Regions from separate parts of the Sus scrofa genome. Here region 1 is linked to region 2. The links are chromatin contacts, called in public Hi-C maps. All regions are on one chromosome and are shown on one strand. Each heading gives the region's core, a stretch centred on a gene start, on an enhancer-like site or on the middle of the called end of the contact. The rest is flanking DNA. Distances are from core to core; before and after follow the strand shown.

Region 1 (7,405 bases), core at 2,407-4,906, 150 kb after region 2:
GCTGTCCTCCCACCTCTCTGACTGCTCCTTGCCAGCCTCCTTGGCAGACTTCTCCGGCCTTGATATTGGAGTGCCTCAGGGTTCTGGACTCAGCCCTCTTCTCAGCATGAGAACCACCTGGGTGCTTTCAAAAATACTGATACCAAGGCCTCAACCCAGAGTCAAATCAATTAGAATTTCTGGGGATGGAGCCTGGGCATAGGTTTGTTTTGTTTAAACCACTTTCTTAGACTCCCCTGGTGATGTAGCAGGCGAAGGATCTGGTGTTGCTGCAGCAGTGTGGGTTCAACTCCGGCCCTGGAACTTCCTCATGTCGTGGGTGTAGCCCCAAAACAAACAAAACAAAAAGAAATAAACCCCTTTCTAAGTGATGCTAATCCTCCAGGGCAGAGAACCACAGGTCTGCATTCTTACTAGGCAATCTAATTCACTGTCATGGCTCCAAGGACAAGCTTCTACAGATAATTCCAAGTTTTTACCTCTAGTCCAGCCCTCCTTTCTGAACCCGGGACCCTTCCCTCCAACTGACTGCTGGATGGTGACATCTCCCTGGAAGTACTACAGGTTCAGATCAAGCCCCCGAAAAATCCATCACCTTCTCCTTGTTCTGCATCAGGTTTGCCAACCCAAACTCCATGTGCCCATCCCCCTTCTCATGGTGTTAGGCTATAGCAGTAAACCTCAGTGAGCAAGTGAAGTTGGGGGTGGGAGAGTGGCATATTCCTTAACAGGGAAGGAAGCTGGTTCTATCACCTGTGGTTACCTTCTGGTTCCTCTCCTTCAAATTAAAAAATTTTGCTGGCATCCAAGGTCTGCCCTGGAGAGGTGGTATAGTGCAAGGTAGATATACTGACACCTGGGGTCCCGCTACTTAGTAGATGTGTAACACTGAGCAAGTTACTTAACCTCCCTGGGCCTTCAGTTTCACTGTCTGCAAACTGGTCATTATTATGGTCTCTGCCTCCAGGGTTGATGCAAGGATTCAGTGAGATGAGTCTTATAAAGTGCTTAGTGCCATGCCTGGCTGGCAGAAAGCACTCAGTGAATGTTAGCTATTTTTAGTACCATTACTGAGGATAAATTCCCAATTCCTGAGCGGAGCTCACAAGGGCCCCCATGACTGTGACCTTGATGTTAGCTTATACTCTTCTTTCTCATACCATAGGACCCAGCAAGTCACTGAACAATTATACTGTTTCACATCGTGGTGCTTTTGTACATGCTTGTCCTGATGGCTGGACTGCATGGTCTCTATCTAGAAAACTCCTACTCATCCTTCAAAACCCAGGTGGAAAGTTATTTTTGTTAGATAGATACCCTTGACTCTCCTGGCCAAAGGCAATCACTCCTCTTTTGGGTGGGCTATGGGGACACACTACTGTCATTGCATGCTCTTCTAATAACCTTCCCAAGGGTGAGCAGGAACCAGCCTCCCATGAACAGAACAGAGACTGCCATTTACCACTGGCCCAGGTTGCCCTCAGGCCTCCCTTCTCCTTGGGTTTCCTGAGCACCAGCCTCCTGTGCTCCCCAACTCCCAGCTGCCTCTGGTAATTCTCACCACTCCTCCAAGCTCCATCTTCATGCTGAGTGAGTCGATCCTGGAAACTTTCCAGAAGAACTTCACACACGGAGTTGGGGCCAAGCACCCCAAAAGCATGGCAGCTGCCCATGCCACACTGGCTGCCACTGGTATGTGGCACCCCCGGGTCAGTTCCCATTCTGCTCAGATTCTCTTTGGTCAGTCCTAGGTTAGTTTGGCTCTCAGAAAGTAGACATCAAAGCATCTTTACCCTGATGGGGCCTCCAGTCCACTGACTCTTTAAGTGACCTTGGATAAGTCCTTGACCTGCTCTCAGCCTCAGTTTCTTGCCCTGCACAATGTAGTGGTGATGAGAGGATTAGATTAAAACTTTACTGAGGTTCACTTCAGCACGAAGCTGGCCATTCCAGCATAAAATCTGTGTTCTGCACTCTGGCTGTACTCAGTCCGTCCCCTCCTCTCATGCTCCTGTGACTGCAGCAGGGCTTGAGCTATTAGCTTGTGCCACCCTCTTTCCACCTTCCAGCTCCACTGCCGCCCACTCACATGCACCTGCCCAAGTCGAATGGGGAGGGGGGGAGTTGAGGGCAGCAGCAGGGGCCTGGGCCTCCCCTGCTCAGGGTCCCTCTGGATCTGATGGGATGGTGGGAATCAGGAGAGGGCGGACATGCTGCAGCATGGTGGGGTCATGGGAGGTCTAGGCTCCCTGCAGAAGTGCCTGGGGTCTCAGCAGGATGGGAGGACGGGAGGAGACAGCTGGGGGAACGGAATACCATCCCGGAACCTCAAGAGAAGACTGATCCCACCAGCCCTGCTGGTCTCAAAGCACTAAGGAGAGGAGATGACTCCTGCTACAGCCTCCGCCATGGCTTCTTGCCTCGGCTGTGCGCTGGCCTCCAACAGGTGTTTGCAAGGCAGGCCTAAGGCCAGGGGCCTTGTCCCCAGGATTTCCTCCACCACCAGCACTCTCGATACTTCCAGTCCCCACAAGGCCAGGCACCTCCACTTCCTCCCAGGGTGCCATCAGATGATCGAATAACAAGGAGGCCAAAAGCCGGCCTATGTCAGTCAGGGCACTTGGATTGGCCCCAGTCAGAGCTAGGAGGGCAAAGAACTCTCCTCATACCAGGGCACAGAAATCTCCTCTGTGGAGAACACATGGAGCTCTCTCTGCCTGCAAGCCTCACAGAGATCAGATGTGTCCCCTTTAAGGTGTTAGAGGGCACAGAGATCTCTTCATGATCAGAGCGCACAGAGATAGGACACACCGTATAAATCTCCCCCTTCGGGGCCCACAGAGATCTGTCCCCTGTCAGGACCAGCAGAGATCTCACCCCAGAGAGGGCACCTCCAGCAGACCCGGTCCAGAAAAAGGGAGTGCATGGCCCCTCCCTCCATTCCCGCCCCACTCCCCCGCTCTCTGGAACCACACTCGCTGCGCGCCTAGTCGCTGCTCTGACCTTGGGGTCTCCGGCCTCAGGAATCCAGGTTCCAATCTCAGACCCTCCCGGAGCCTGTACCAGGGTCGGCAGAGAAGCCGGGGCCACAGCTCCCCCTCCCCCGGCCCTCGACAGCGCACTGGGAAACCCGAAAGGAAAGGGAAGGGGAGGGGGCTCGCGGCGATTAGAGACGCCCCCCTCCTGGGGATCCCCTCCAGCCAGGCTGCTCTGCGCCCCTTCTTCGCCCCTTCCCACTCTCGGGGCAGCGATGGGGAGGGAGTCTGCCGGTGGACCCAGGGCAGGGGAGGGGGCGCGCAGGGCTTGAAGGGTTGGACCCTCAAGGAGGAAAGTTGGGCGGCAGCGGGCTAAGGGGGTTCCGGCCGGGCCGGGGCTGCCAGGAGTGGGGGTGCTTGCTCACCTGCTGGTCCCCCTGCCCGGGCCCCGAGATGGGCGGCTGCGGCTGCGGCTCGGACTCGGCTTGGTGCGGGGCTCAGGGTACTGGGCTCGGGCTCAGCGGCCCCGGGGGCGCGATCCCCGCATCCCACGGGCGCTGCCGCCGTCTCGGCTCCGCTGCTCGGCTCCGGCTCCGGGGCTCGGCGGGCGGCGCGGGCTCGGGCTGGGGGCGGGGTCGGGGGCGGGCCCCGCCTGGGCTCGGCCTGGGGCTTGGGGCCCCGGGCTGGCTCCGCCCCAGAGCAACGAGCCTGGGGCTCCACACGTGGCGCTCCGCCCGCTCTGAGGGTGAACCCTGGGCACCCGCCGCTGGAGCACACACCCAGGTGCTGACCCGGGGACGCCCCGCCACAGACAGCTGCCCACGCGGACGTGGACAGACGCGTGCAGACATGGCACACGCGGGGGTACACACACAGCGACCCAGCGACGCTTCTCCAGTTAGCCACCTACGCGGACATGAACAGGCACACAGCTTGGCACACGCAGAGTACACACGCACACATCCTCACTAACTTGGGGACCCTACCCTAGCCACCCACCCCCAAGGAAAGGGACATACACTGACACTCGAAGACACCCTCTGTCACCGACACACAGACACCCACACGGACACATGCAGACATCATTGACACACACAGACATTGAGGCAGATATACTCTGACAAACTCAGGGACACCTGGATGACTCAGACACACATCCACTGACACACTGACACAGAGACACACACACACACACAGAACCAGGCTTCTAGACAAATACACAGCCAGCCAGCAGAGAAGTCTGCACAATGGTAGACACCTATACTGACACATAAACACAGACTGACACAGGCACTGACAGAAACACACACCCAGACAGAAACAACCAACACATCAGACACAACCAACAAACCCAGAGACACCCACACCGAAACCCACTCACTTCACCCTGTTGAACTAAGACAACCTACACCTTGACACACATGAGGCACTCACATGCTGACACAGATAAGACTGTCTCACGCAAAGACCAGACACTGACAAGCACAGTCACTCACATACACAGGCTGACCCACAGGGAGACATACCCAGGAACACACATCCTTGTTGAAAAGTAACAGGCCACCAGCTTTTTGCTCACAGACCAGTAGCATCATTGGATGGGACAGGCTAACGTCCAGAACCATCACAAAAGCACACGTACCAGTACACATGCACACACACAGTCTTTACGTTCTTTCCCAGCAGGCTTCTCATCTCTCCCGATGCATATTCAAGGCTCCTAGAGGTAAGGATTGCTCTTGGAGGGCAAGATGGGTGCTGAGGTCTAAGAGGGACCCAGGTGCTGTGTTTGGGGACCCAGAGGCTGAAACCAGCCCCTCCATTATTGGGATTTTGGAGAAGTCACGGTGTGTGTGTGTGGGGGGGGGTCATCCTCCATTTGGGATCTGGGTGTGGGGTTCCAGAGATCACTGGGTGCCTCACATATATACTGAGGAGGTACCCATGCCTGCAGGAGAAGCTGGGTCAACCCAGCTTCCCAGAGTAGGGGAATCAGTAAGAGAACCGGTCTACAGGGAAGTTCAGGCAAAGGACGCTTTCTGGCCCTGGGTCTGATAGGATGGCTGGCTGCCAGACAGATGAACTGAAGGTAGTCCTGCTGCCTCCTCCTAGCCCCCAGATGGGACTCAGGTTGGCTAGCATCTCCCACTAGCGGCCATAGCCGGAAGTGCAGGCAATGTCAATTTTTTTCAGCCAGTTGTGGGACCACCTGAGCCTCTGCCTCTTAGGTGAGAGGAGAGGGCAGGAGAATCTGGGTCCTCCCTGAGGTCTTCCACCAGGCTTCTGGACCCTGAATGAAGATTCAAACTTGCAGACGGACACCGGGCCAAGAAGGAGACTGAGCCAGAATGAAGGTTGCTGGGGGTGAGCTAGAGAGGTCCCCTGCTTTGTCTACATCGAACAGAGATGGGGTTTTCACGTTCTTCCTTAGTGCTGGGTACTTGCGTGTTGCCAGCAGGAGAGGCATGCACCCCAAATTTAAATGAGGAGAGAGGTGCCCATAAGAGGAAGGAACCATACCTCTGATTCAGTTCTTTTTCTTTTTTACCATTTTTGAACTCACCTTTATCTGATTCAGTTCTGATTCGGAGATTAAGCCAACATACCTGGTGGTCCTAGAGTGGCCGAAGAGGGTAGGAAAGGTCAGCGGGCCAGGAAAGGGCCACCTCCACCAAGGAGCCCTTGCTGAGACCTGGGGTATTCCCTTCTCTTCTCCAGGCTCTATTTAATTAAAGCAGGAAGATGCAGTTGGCAGTCAGAGAACAAGATTTTTAAAACTAATGTTTCCTTTATTCCACCCTTCCCTTTACCTCAGGTTCAAAGTTAAGTTAAGCACTCTGTCATTGTGCATCTGCACAGGATTCCTCTTTTGCATCACTTTCTTTTATTTCTTCGCCCCTCCATCCCACCTCACTGTCATCTCCTTTCCTACTTAGGCACCTCTCTTAGAGCTAACACAGATCTTTAAATATGTACACATCTCTGTAAAATAGGCAGTATCGGTGTTTGTACCTATGGGGTCTCTTATGTGTTCTTACCACCCCAGGCATTTCTTTTTATGTTCAACTTCTATTGAACTGTAACCTACATATGGAAGGGTGCACAAGCCTTAAGTGTTCTGCTCAAGGGATGTCACTAGTTGAACTATCCCTATAACCAACACACAGGCCAAGAAACTAAACAGCACCAGCACCCCAAGATGCCCCCTTCCTGCCCTCTTCCTGTCGCCACTTCTCCCCCAGAGTTAACTACTATACTCACATTAATTTTCTAGGTTTTGTCTAGTTCTCATCTTTATTTAAATAGCATCATATGGTGCAAACTCTTGTGTCTGGTTCTATTTAAAAAAATCCTCTTGAAGAGTTGATTTATAATGTGTTAATTTCTGCTGTACAGCGAAGTGATTCAGTTACGCACGTACAGTGTCTGGTTTTCTTGATCAGCTTTGGGTTTGTGAGCTTCATCCCCATTGCTGCTTGCAGTCATATATATAGTTCGTTTGTTCTCATTGCCTAGAATTGCACTGTGTGAATATCCCACACTTTTGTTTATCCATTCTACGGCTGATGGGCGTTTGGTAGTTCTAGCTGGGGGTTACTACGAATAGCACCTCTATGAACATTTCTAGGGTGTGAAATTTGGTGACCATCTGTGTGCATTTCTGCCAGGCACATACCTGGGAGTGGCATTGCTGAGCTATGGGAGCGAGGGTGCTTGCTTTTAGGAGACTCTGCCAGTTTTCCAAAGTGGTTCTACCAACACACACTCCGCCAGCATTGAATGTATGAGAATTCTGGTTCTTCTGCATCCTCTAGCACTTGGTATTTTTATCTTTTTCATTTTAGCCACTTGAGTGGGTGTGAAGAGGTTTCGCATTGTGGTTTTAATTGGCATTTCCCTGATGACTAATGAAATGGTTTATTGGCCGTTTGTGTGTATGTGCTTTCCATTTATATAAATGGGTATTATTCTAACTTTCATTATTTTTCTTGTGTTTCTCCCTCAACACTTTGCTTTTGAGCTCTATCCATGTGTGGGTGTGGGCAGTTAGTTCTTTGCATCTGATAGCTGCAGAGTGTTGCAACATGCATGCAGTGAAGTTTATTTATGCATTCCCCTCGAGATGGGTCCTAGGTAGGATCGAAGATGGAAGAGTAGTAACGGGCTTGTGTTTCTGTTGCCTTCACTCTGCTGATGCCTGATTTGGGGTTCAGAACCCATAAACACTCAAGAATAGTCATCTTAGGAGGTGGAGTTGGGGCCAAAAAATAGGAGGCATGGTGGAAAGCTCACACAAAAGCCCATAGCCCCGGAGAGGCCTCTTTCTTGCCCTCTAAGCCAGAGGCTGGTCCTCTCCCATCCAGCTAACTACTTCTGGCTCTGGGAAGGGGGAGAGGATGGGGGGTAGGTGGGATCTGGCAGGAGTGAGG
Region 2 (6,937 bases), core at 4,199-6,698:
TGTGTAAGGAACATCTTTGGGTTTAATGAGTGAATCCTAAGCCATAACTTGTCATGGTCTTTTGGACCCAAAGGGCCAATCCACAAGAAACCCAAGACATCCATCGGACTTCTCAGACCTGTTTGGGGCAAGTCGATCCACTTTTAATATGGAGTCAGAAGAAAAATCTGGTTTGGACTCCCCAAATCCGCGCCCCCCCCCCCAATTATTTGGGTTAGCACATTTCAGAATTATAAGTAAACAGTTGTTGCAGCTGAGCGAAGGTAGTCCTGGGTCCATCCACCAGGAAGTGCTGTCATTATCTGCAGTGCCATCCAGCTCTCAAGGGGCCTATCAGCTTGGGGTCTGCTCTGCTGTAATTATTTCAGAGCTCCAATTTGCTTCAGGTGGGTCAACAGCTCCCCTCTCGTGCTTGCTTACTAGATCGGTGCATCCATATATACACTCTTTATCGATACAGACCCAAGGTACCGTTCTGGCTCCCTCGAGCTGTTGCAGTTAATCTTGAATCTCGTTGGTGTCACTGGTGGCTGTGATATCGACAAATTCCAGAAGCCCTTCTTTGAAGGGAAGTTGGCTGAGGAGCTCCTGGGTCCTTCTGCAGTAGGGGCAGGTGGGCTTGATGAAAACCACCTTCCCAGGCTGGATTCTGCTGTTTACAAAGGTTTGAGCCATGCTGACAGGCAGCTGCCTCCGGGAGGAAACCTCAATTGCAGGTATTGCTCAGATGTAAATGGAGGCCCCGGCCAGCTGGCTCTCATTTAAAGGAACCTCCCTGGAGGAGGATCAGGTCCTTATTTTTATTTTAATTTTTTTTGGTGGCCACATCTGCAGCATATGGAAGCTCCTGGGCCAGGGACTGAATCCTAGGCCGCAGCTGTGGCATTGCTGGATCCATTAACCCACTGCTCAGGGCCAAGGATGGAACCTCTGTCTCTGCAGTGACCCGAGCCACTGCAGTCGGATTCCTAACCCCTGCCACAGTGGGAACTCCTCATGTCCTTATTTGACAGTTAATGAAATAGCTACAGTTTACCTGGCTAGACCTGTACAACTGATTATAGACAAAACCAGTATTTTAGCTGCTGTCTCTTTTTTTTGCATTGTAAGTCATTGTAAAAATGAGATCTGGTTGATTAAACCTTTGAGCCAGTCCTTTGTAAGACTTACCCCTCTTCCTTACAGTCTTGTTCCTGATAAGAGTCACTAACTGTTATTCCCCCCCCACCCCTGCCCACCCCTTTTTTCATTTTTAGGTTCTTCAGAAAAGGCTCTCTTGGAACAATTTGGATTCCCATTAACTGGAACAGAGACAAGGTGTTATACTAATCATGCCTTATCTTATGATCAGTCAAAGCGGGTGCCTAGATGGGTTCTCGAACATATATCCAAGAGCAAGATTACAGGTAGGTGGTTAGAAGCAAAGACGTTGATGAAAAATGCTTCCAAATTTAGAACAAGGAGGGTTATTAATAATCTCAGCCTTTTTTTACATTACAGCACCTTAGGAAAGATGTTTGTGTGGCTCACTAAAGAGATGGACCCTGCCTGGCAGCCAGGGAGCCCCAGACCCTTCAGGCTGTCTCAGGGGCTGAGAGGATCTGTATCTTGACACATGAATTAGAGGATTTGTCATAAACATTACAGCGAGCACCACTCATGCTGTTCATCACCTCTACAAATATTTGTGTCTCCCATGTGTCTGGCACGGTGCTGAGCCTTGGGGTTATATTAGTGACCAGAGTAGATGGTTTCCACTCCCAGGCCTAATTACAGTTGGTAATTACTGTGCTGAAGGCAGAGTGATTGCAAGTTGGGTTAGTATAATTAAGGAACAGTAAAGAATAGGGTCGGAGAACTTGATGCTGATTAGCGAGTCTTCTCTGAGAAAGTGGCCTGAAGGATGGCGATTACCCAGGCAGAGGAGTAGGGTGGGCAGCAGGATACAGAGACAAGCATTCCAGGCAGAGAAAGAGAAGCATGGCTGCATCATTCAAGGCCCCGATGTGAAGAATTTTGTTCCTTTAGGAAACTAAAAGAAGGCCAGCATGGCAGGAGCAAGGGAGCACGTGATGTGAAATGAGACGAGAGGTGTGCAGATGTGTGAGTCTGTTTGTGTGTCGTCCTGCCTTGCTTCCCTGTAGTGAGGGTGGCCAGGTCTTGACGTTCAGTGTAGACCATTTCCAGTTTGTGCTCCCACCATCACTATTTGTTCTCTCTCTCCCAGGCCTCAACCATAATGAGCATTATTGCACTTTACCAATTTATTAGTTGATTTTATTTGTGTTTATTGGTTACCAGTAAGGGTTAATATTTTGAGAATTATTCTTTGTGATTTATTCTTTACCATTTTCTTTCTTTTTTTTTTTTTTAGGGCCACACTCATGGCACATGGAGGTTCCCAGGCTAGGGTCTAATCAGAGCTATAGCTGCCGGCCTACATTACAGCCATAGCAACTTGGGATTGGAACCACATCTGTGACCTACACCATAGCTCAAGGCAACGTCGGATCCTTAACTCGCTGAGCGAGGCCAGAGATCAAACCCACAACCTCACAGTTCTAGTCAGATTTGTTTCCACTGCACCACAACGGGAACTCCAATTCTTTGCCATTTTCAATGGGGATATTCTTCTTTGAATTTTGTGGGAGTTCTTTTATATATTCAGGATATTACTTTTGTTATAGTTTTCTTATCCCTATTTGGTTATTTGCCTTTTAATTTGCAATATGGCCCACAGATGACTTCTTCATTGTTTTACAAGGCATGCTATCTTTAAATGTATTAAAATGCTGATGTTGGTGTAGGTTGCAGACACAGCTCGGATTTGGCCTTGCTGTGGCTGTGGTGTAGGCCCCCCAAAATTTTTTTAAAAATTAAAAAAAAATGCTGTTATTAAGATGAGTGAGTGCCTTTATGGAGTACACATCAACCAGCAGAATAGCAGGAGGCTGGGAATGTACTTGCTGTTGGAAGGAAACTGATGTAAGGGTAAACTCATAGCAGGTGAGACTGGATTATAAATTTACATCAAGAGAAACTCACTTGATTTAGTCTCAAGCCTGGTAAGTTTCCTTTAAATGCAAAAATGATCCCAAGATGGAATTCCAGCTTAACTCATTTTATCTTGCTATTAAGTTACCATTTTCAGAGGCATTTAAGAAAGGCACTGTGTTTTATATTGTAAATCCTGGGAACTGTATAATTTTGAGGAGGTAAAATAGAGCTAATGAATATTATTTGAAAGCAGGAAGCAATATACCTGTGATTTACTTGATTTTAGGGTAAAGCATCTAAAGTTTTTAGTAATGACAAAGTTATTTAGATTTAAACTCCTCTGCTAAAATTTTTTAAAACATTTCTCTCTTAAAAAAATTTACACAAGCAGAAGCTGATCTTTTATTATTGTTATTTTTAATTTTAAGTCTTTTTTGGCTGCACCTGCGGCATGTGTAAGTTCCTAGGCCAGGGATCGAACCCATGCCACTGCAGTGACTGGAGCTGCCGCAGAGACACCACCAGATCCTTAACCTGCTATACCACAGAGAATGCCTAAAACCAAGAAATTTTATTAGTATATAAAAAGTATATAGAGGAAGTCTCTTGTAGTGCAGCAGTTAAGGATCGCATGTGGTCACTGCTCTGGTGTGGGTTTGATCCCTGGCCTGGGATCTTCCATATGCTGCAGGTGTGCTCTACCCTCCCCCACCGAAAAAAGCTTGTAGGGGAAAAAAAAAAAATTAACAACACGAAGAGCTACCATGATAGTAGAGATTTGCCAGGCCATTATTTGGGGGAACTCCAGAATCCAGAAGGGTAAGGGCAGTGCTGGTAAACTGAAGCCACATTGCCTTTTGTTCCGCAGTCTTAATGGTGTGAAGGGGGCTGAAGGCAAAGTCTAGGACTCACAGAAGGCAGTTTGGCTTATGGGAGACCCTTCCCATATTACCCTGGAACCCCAGAGGGCCACATCCTCAGGAAAGGGTGAACTAGATCTAACCTGCCTGCTCACCATAGGGAAGTACAGAGAAGGCTGCCTTGGCACTGAGCAAAGGAGGGTCAAAAAGGAAAATAAAGGAGTTCCCGTCGTGGCTCAGCAGGTTAAGAACTCGACATTCCCCGCGAGGATATGGTTTGATCCTTGGCCTCGCTCAGTGGGTTAAGGACCCACCATTGCCCCAAGCTGTGCATCTGCAGCTCGGAACCAGCGCGGCTGTGGCTGTGGCGTAGGCCAACAGCTGCAGGTCTGATTTGACCCCTAGCCTGGGAACTTCCATATGCCGAAGGTATGGCCATAGAAAAAAAGGAAAAAAAAGAACAATTAAAAAAAAAGAAATAAGAATTTTGTTCCAAAGAAGCTGAGGCCACACACTGGCTATCATGCAGACTTGTAGCCCAAACTCATGTAGCTCTATAGATCAAGGAACCTTAAAGCCAGTCTCCACTGCTGATGGCTCCAAATACTTGACAGAAGTCAGTTTACAGCCTTTCTCCAGGAAGGTGTCTTCATCCTAGACTCTTGGAATGATTTTTCAAGGGCAGTGAACACTAGGCAAAGAAAACCAGACATACCAGGAAGCAATTCCAATGGTAATAACACAGAAGTTTACTGGTATTTCTCTGTATTACCAGTTTTTTTTTTTTTTTTTTAAGTAAAACTGGAGAGGTTCTAAAAAGCTAGATACTTTGAACCTTGAGGTCTGATAATTTAACATTTTTCTTGATTGAATGAAATGATGCAAGAATCCCCACTTTATACGGATGCCCATTTTATACTTTTTGAGTAGCAGCCCAAGTATATTCCATTTGTCCTCATAATTTTTATAGTTTAGCAAGATCTGCCCTAATGACAGTGGAAAATGTAGTGTTGGGACCCACTGATTTCTACCATGGCAGACTACTCTGGAGGTATAGAATATAAGTAAAATTGAGATTTTTGTCTCTCTCATGTGGCACCCAGATATTTTGTGTCAGGAGTTTCTGGATTGAGCTCATAACTAAATGTTTATTTTGTCATGGCTTAAGAGGCTGTAAGCAAGATATCAGAGGCACTCTCCCCCTTCCCTGGGCTCTGCCTGCCCAGAACAAATTGTTTTGTGTCTATATTTATCCATTATTTCAGTACATATAAACCTGTCAAATACCATTGTACAGAATACAATGCATGGGGGTCTTTTTAAAAAGCAAGGGTGTATTTAGTAGCTAAGCTTTTATACAGCTCAGCTATTTGGTCAGTTTTTACATAAATACTGTCCTGGTTATTTTTTCCTTTTACTTGAAAGGCCAGAAACAAAAGTAGATGAGGTAGCTGCATTGTATGAAAAACATTCTTTCCTGGACTAGTCCTCACTAAATTCAGAGTTAGTATCCGAACTATCCCTGGAACTTGAGACATGGGTGCCGTCACTAAGTATTGGCTGCTCAGAGAGATACTAGCTGGCAGCCAGCAGCTTGCCTTGTTTAGAGAGTCTTGAGGGATTTTTGTCCTCTGGCAACTTACCCATCTTGTGTGTTTTCCTTCAGGTGATGCAGACAGAAAACATTGTAAATTCAAGCCAGATCCCAACATCCCTCCAACCTTCAGTGCCTTCAATGAGGACTACGTTGGCAGTGGGTGGTCACGAGGCCACATGGCTCCAGCAGGAAATAACAAATTCTCATCTGTAGGCATATTTTGGGGAAGGGATGGGAATACGGGGCTGGTATTTTGTCTACTGTGGGACTTGGCAGTTAAAAACCTAGGAGTCAAACCCTAACGCTTGAGAATTGTCATACCTTGAGAATTGTCATACCTTGTTTTGTATTTTTCTTCCTGACTTGACTTCCTTTCTTTGCTCAGATGCTCAGACATTTTTAAACAGGTCCAATGAGGGAACTAAATGCTATGGAATGGAGGGGAAAGCCAACAGGAGTCAAAGCTACTCACCCTTTTTTATCTTGAAAAATTTCAGACCTGTAAAAAAGTTGAAAAGAGGACAGCAGAAACATTTTGGCTGGTGGGAAAGTTGAAGACAGTACAGATATATCTTGATACATTTTTTTACTTAGCATTTTTTTTTTTTAACCATTGACAGTAAATCGCAGATATCATAATGCTTCATTCCTAAGTAGATTGCTCAGGAGCTTGTGTCGCCTAAGAATAAGGATGTTTGTATATATGTCAGGTGTGGTGTTATACCAAGAAATGTGTGCAATTGTATTTTTCTTCTCTTTTCTTTTTTCATTTTCAGCCACCCCAGGCATATGGAGTTCCTGGGCCAGGGATCAGATCGAAGCCACAGTTGCGACCTAAGCCAAAGTTGCGGCAACGCCAGATCTTTAACCTGGTGTGCCAGGCTGGGGAACGAATCCATGTCCCAAGATGCCGCCAATCCCCTTGCTCCATATATATATATATATATATATATATTTTTTTTTTTTTTTTTTTTTTTGGCTTTTTAGGCCTCTGCTTGCAGCATATGGAGGTTCCCAGGCTAGGGTTCTAATAGGCCAGCTGCTGGCCTTCACCACAGCAACGCCATATCCAAGCTGAGTCTGTGACCCACACCACAGCTCACGGCAATGCTAGATCCTTGACCCACGGAGCAAGGCCAGGAATCGAACCCTCAACCTCTTGGCTCCTAGTTGGATTTGCTTACTTTGCACCTTGAAGGGACCTCTGGGAACTCCTGTTTTTGTATATTTATACAATAGTAGACAATTTACATTCAGGTTTGCCAAATTGTCCCAATTATGTTCTTTACCACTTTTTTTTAGATTCACTACCTGATCATGAATCACATATTACATTCAGTTATCTCTCTAGGCTCCTTTAATTTAGGATAATTTCTCTGCCAAAAAAGGGGAGGAATGTCTTTTTTGACGTTGACATTTATTGCATGATTTGTTGGTGATTATTGTCATTAGGCTTGTGGTTCTCAACCTTAGATATGCACTG

Evidence for each region. A called contact is a pair of places that touch in the nucleus more often than the background predicts.
Region 1: a contact with region 2 is called in a Hi-C map of heart right ventricle, with 4 times the contacts expected there. The contact joins two enhancer-like sites. A contact is called at or near these places in 2 of 5 promoter capture datasets (fetal skeletal muscle and liver) and 2 of 47 Hi-C or Micro-C datasets (heart right ventricle and liver).

Annotation. Positions count from the first base shown.
Region 1 is chr13:23,434,850-23,442,254 of Sscrofa11.1, forward strand. No RefSeq gene overlaps it. Among named protein-coding and RNA genes, the nearest start is that of SCN5A, 14 kb to the left of the region's middle. Within about 2 kb of position 3,657, at least 11 of the 83 cell types and tissues checked have an H3K27ac peak or open chromatin away from gene starts, as enhancers often do.
Region 2 is chr13:23,281,538-23,288,474 of Sscrofa11.1, forward strand. EXOG (nuclease EXOG, mitochondrial) reads left to right here. Exons shown (of 11, transcript XR_001300113.2): 2 at 1,257-1,406; 3 at 5,524-5,663. It also overlaps the pseudogene LOC100516041. Among named protein-coding and RNA genes, the nearest start is that of EXOG, 6.5 kb to the left of the region's middle. Within about 2 kb of position 5,449, at least 2 of the 83 cell types and tissues checked have an H3K27ac peak or open chromatin away from gene starts, as enhancers often do.